2 separate regions of the Hermetia illucens genome follow, and region 2 is linked to region 1. Evidence: chromatin contacts called from public Hi-C data. All regions are on one chromosome and are shown on one strand. The core of a region is the stretch at or near the end of the contact, and the rest is flanking DNA. Distances in the headings are between cores, read along the strand shown.

Region 1 (2,700 bases), core at 113-2,612:
GAACGGAAATACGTGGAGAAGGTGAACTATGAGCCATTGGCTCGGGAAATCAAAGAAATTGGCGTCTCGAGCGGGTGGTTGTAGTTCCCATAAAATTGTCAGCTACAGATATTGTACCTAAATCCCTCTCGGCTCCCCTTGATGTAATAGGACTTTCGCAGTCTGGTTCAAACCATGCAGAAGTACACTATTCTGCATACGTGCTCGATGTTGTCGAGAGTACTCGACGGATTCTCCCACTGATCTACCACCGGCCAGCACCACCAGCGCCCTTTTAGTTTTTAAGCTTGGCAATTAGTTCTAGTATTAGGTAAAATCCGGCATCTGCCGAGATTGTGATAACTCAGGAATAATAATCGTTGGCGCAACAATACATATTGGATCAAGGCCTTGAAGTGTGTTAGAGCACTTCATTTAAGACCGTAACGGCGCACCACAGTATTCTGTAGATTGCATTTCCCAAAAGATGTCTGGTTGTACATTAAAGTATGGGAACCCCGTTTTCTAATCTCAACAGCGAATATTGTAAATGTGACAGAGACGTCATGACTTCCTCAACAAATCAAGAAATGCAAAATCACAAAATTTGGTTATGACTATGAATAAGAGAATAGCAATGTGCAAATCCAATGTGCCGAGCACACAAATAGAAGAGCCAAATTAGCAGATTGTTACACTAAATCTACGATTGTTACACTAAATCTACGAACGTATAAACTGAAATGTAAATTTTTATGTCGCTACTGTCAAATGAGTATGAGCTGCGTTTATATATATATACATACGCACTTGAATTCGCACTTTCCCCCCAATTAAAAATTGAATCAACGGTTATTTCATGGGAGCATTAACAGTAAAAGGAACACACCTAAAAACCCTCAAATGCCCCTCCGGAAATCAGTATGTGAAAATTAGGCGCCAATTGAAACAAACCGCACATTGACAACTTTGCTTATTCGTCGGAATTGCGCTTGGCATCCATCTTTGATTTTATAAATCATCCGTACGTACCTCAAGTTTTTCAATCAAAAATTTTCAAAGCTTTCAGCTACCATCGGACGGTGGTATTATCTCCTTCAACCGCAGATTAAAATCATTTGTCTGTTCAAAAAAAGAGTTCTCACTACAAATTACACAAAACCACTAAGAAAACTTCCATCTCTTCGTAGCTAAACTCTCCATTCGAAAAATTTCTGAATGCAAACTCGCGATCACTGAGGTCCCAGAACCCTGTATCCGTAAATTGACCACTTCTACAGAAACGTATACACTCCTTAAACCGAATTGCCCAGCAGATGAAATACGCACTGGTACGAAGGAGTTTCCGCATTACACGCTTACACACGCCTGGAAAATTCGAAACGCAACGCATTCATTTTCGAAAAATCCGTATTGCCAGATGTGAAGTTCATATTGGTCCGGAATCATCTGTAAACGACGAGTGGTAGTAGACGGGGACGATAACAAAATTTTGAAGGAATATATTTTAAACTTTCTAGAGTAATGAATATATTTTTATATTGCGCGTAATTCGTATAAATATACAATGCTTACAAAAAAAAGTGTGTTGAAAAATCGTGAAGTATCGTATGTTTCAGCGTACAAGTTGTACCAACAAACAATCCAAAGGCCACAAATCATACCTACAGGAGTCAAGAGGTAAAACTGAAAGTTTTATAATATTTTGTCTGCACAGCAGTAGCATAAAAGTACCTTCTACTTAAAGTGCCAAATATCTACCATAGATAGAAACTTAATATTTAAACATGCTAATGATTTGCTTCTTGACAACTCATAACTCAGCTGGTATTTGCGCTACCGTGCCGCGTTCTACTTTCCACTTACAGCGCTCACATCCCTAACGTTTGGTTGCGCCAGATTCTGGGCGTTTATATCATAGCTCAGATATCCATGCAGCTACCACACTCAAACCTATAACTTGTGATTAAGTTGGTCGAGCCCTATAGTATAGACATACTATAGGGCACAGTTAGATACTAGACAGCTACCTCACTCCCCCTTGCCCCTCAAGGGGGAAATCAGTGCGAGTACACACGATTTCAAATTGTTTTGCCCTTGAGCATGAGCGAGATGTACCGAAAACCCGATCAGCTGTGTTTGACATACCGCCCGGACTTGCCAATGTATTGGTGAGATTGGCAAGTTTTTGCTTACGGATAAGTGAATACGTGAAACAACTTTTTGCTATATGGGTGAGCACGCCGTAGTACCAGAATAGCAAAAGCTCACCGATCTCTCTCTTACCAATACGATTTGACGAAGATTATGCGTTTTCCTTGTTTAGCGTCTCTGAAGTGTACAGATAAGCTTCTGCATGCATATTTGCAAGTGGGGTCATTTTTGTAAGGGTACTGCCTATAGTAGGTCTACTGTGCTATAGGGCGCAAACATTAGGCATAATATTTGCGAAATTCTCCAGATAACCTAGATATTGTACAGTGAGCAAAAGTGAAATCTAGCCTCCGTCGTACGAAATATATAAGGGCTCAGAAAGTGGGTAAAAGGGGTTGTATGTGTTTTGTTTTTTACAGGAAAGTTACGTACCGTCTGTTGAATGAAATGCAAAAAGAATCTACGAAAAAGGATAAAATAAAATTTTTCTCCATTATCCGATGAGATCTTCCATCATTTTTTTTCGAAATGGGATCTTCACGAAGCCTAGAGGTTTTGAGTAGCTTA
Region 2 (2,700 bases), core at 121-2,620, 300 kb after region 1:
ATGGAATTGCCTTCGAACTTTTCACGATTATGTCCTATATTATCGCCTATGCTGACGTCAAATTATATTCCTTTGAAGGGTAATATTCTATTATTAACTTTATTTGTGTAGATATTGGAATGGGATGTATTTCAACACCTAGATTTCATATATTTGCATCGGTGTTTTTTTTTCAGACTTTTCGGTTGGGTAGGTTCTAAGGACGAGACCTGTTTAACTGTTTGGGGCGCACATGTTGTGCCTATCTCCCCTATGTTTTACCCAATATCAGAAAAAAAGACAGTTTCGGAAAGCAATAACTGAGCCCTTTCATGTGATATCCCGTATGACTATGTTCTATGAAAAGAAAATTTACACCTTCCTTTCGCATGTATGAGGAGCCCCCCTTAAAGTTCAACACAAAATGGCGCCACTAGCTGCATGTAAAGGGACACACAGATCACATGTTCTCCCCAAATCTCGGAACAATCGGTTCATCCGTTTCTGAGTAAATTGGGCGTGACAAACAGACATTGAACCGATTTTAATAAGATTTTGTGTTTACACAATTAAAAATACATGGCCTGGAATGGCAAAAACACCGTGCATTCTTTTTGCGCCTTTGGAGCGCATCTTTTAACCTTTAACTGGTAATGTGGGCTCCAAGTGGACTCCAGGGCACACTTTTTTTTGCTCCAAGTCGACTACAATAATAAGTCAATATATAGTGAATGATTTATGGTAAAAGTTAATTTGACCCAATTTGAAAGAAGCATTATTATTTAAAAAGAAGTCACTTTGTACCTCTGATACCAGCAATGGAATTATAAATATCGATGCTAGTTAAGGGTTAATGTTGATTTAAATGTGAATATAAAGGAATATATTCCACTGATACGATGGGCTATTTCCACTAATGCCTTGCAATGGTAACAGAGACATGAGGTTGAATGGGAAACGTAACCGGGCTGCTTTGGAAGCAACCTTATTTGTACTTCGAAACTTTTTTTTTTGCCTATTGTATTGACCTCCAACATACAGCTACCAACGCAGATTAATTTTCGTAGAATTATCAGTCCTTCCAAAAGAAATTTCACAATACGCAATTTACAAACGCATGTACACTTTTTATTATTATAAGTGAAATTGCCCGATGATCTCTGACGGACACTCTTATCTCATATTCATATCAGGTTATTGCACGGTTTATCACTTATACCCGAGCAAAGTTCGAAGATTGTTGCCACCTTTGAACCGACAATCTATTCACAAAATTTGTTTGAAGCTTGACACTGCTTGCGTTACTGTATATATGCGCATATGTATATGCTTTAAACGATCTTTTACCTTAGTCATTCCACAGCCAATAACGTAAACCCGCCTTTTCGCCATTTTTTACACTCCCTGAAGTTAAATTTACGAAAAAACTCAAATTGTTGAAGCAATTGTCCGGCAACAAACTCACACGCACTTCTCGCAAGTAAAATGACACTCTATTCCCTGTCGGCTATTATTTATATGTAAAGCCGCAGCAGCAAAATTGCAACAGATTAAAGGCCCAAACACAAACACGATGCGTGCGAAATGCGGACGAGAGAAGGGCCAAACACAACAGCGCAGTGGCTGCGTGCGTTCGGGGCGAGAGAGCTGTCAAATGAAGTTCATTACACGGACTTGTATGAGGCAATATACAACAACTCCGCTGCGCAATGCGCCACGCAAAAAAGTTCAGAAAATTGAGCTTTTGCAATGCGTGACAGATAATAGTTTGTTGACACTTCACGTCATTTGCAATATGGCGGTGCTTTCCATTTTCGGCTGCAATTTTTGAATATAAATAATTTGATTGCATTCGTTTTGAGAACTACGGAAGGCACTATTTGCGTTGCAACCGTTAATTATTAATGTCACTTGCATTAGTTCCATCGCTTCCATTCATAAAAAAATAATTTAAGCAGGAGGTATTAATGGCATTTATTGTATGAATTTCATAACATAAAATATAGGAAGATGCATACGCTAATTGTAGAAACTTGAAAATTATGTGCAATCCCGCGATTTTGTCCGCGCACAATCGATCTGCGTGCATATTTTATCTTATGAACATCATAAAATTAAATGCCACTGAGAGTGCACATACTTTCGGCTTAAATTTAGTTTTTATGAATGGAAGCGGCGGAACTAATACAAGTGCCGTCAATTTAATCTGTCATCAGAACGAACCTTGTCGACATGGAGCGAACTTTTCCGATCTGGAATCTTCATTGTATATTGAAGCTGCGTGCATATTTCATGTTATGAAAATTATGCCACTAAGGCCACTCCGGCTTAATTTAACTTTTATAAACAGAAGTGACGGAATTACTGCAAGTGACATCAGTAGTTAGCACTTCCAAATGAAATAACGCCTTCTCAAGCTTTTTCGAATTCAAATTAATTATATAAAAAGTAATTGGCGAAAATGAAAAGCACCGCCAAATTGCAAATTACGTATTCTGCCATCAGAATGAACCTTGCCAACGTGAAGCAAACTTTGCCAACCTGAAATCTTCATTGTACACTAAAACGGCGTCTTTTGAACCGCGCACGAATCCCATTTTATTTCCAACTTTACACATTTTACTTAGGAAAGGCGCGAGGTTGACAATCTAAAGTGTGAAGTACAATTGGGACAAATGAGCAAACTATCATCCGACCCAGGTGCTGTATTTAACACAAATA

Evidence for each region. A called contact is a pair of places that touch in the nucleus more often than the background predicts.
Region 2: a Hi-C map of whole body shows a contact between it and region 1, with 6 times the contacts expected there. The contact joins the promoter of LOC119647125 here to the promoter of LOC119648400 in region 1. A contact is called at or near these places in 2 of 2 Hi-C or Micro-C datasets (an unstated tissue and whole body).

What each region holds. Positions count from the first base shown.
Region 1 is chr1:121,869,669-121,872,368 of iHerIll2.2.curated.20191125, forward strand. LOC119648400 (DNA repair protein RAD51 homolog 4) reads left to right here and starts at 1,363. Exons shown (of 5, transcript XM_038050269.1): 1 at 1,363-1,659. The coding sequence starts at 1,547. LOC119648327 (helicase domino) reads right to left here and starts at 1,336. Exons shown (of 22, transcript XM_038050058.1): 1 at 1,012-1,336.
Region 2 is chr1:122,168,940-122,171,639 of iHerIll2.2.curated.20191125, forward strand. LOC119647125 (non-specific lipid-transfer protein) reads right to left here and starts at 1,371. Exons shown (of 6, transcript XM_038047912.1): 1 at 1,327-1,371. The coding sequence starts at 1,371.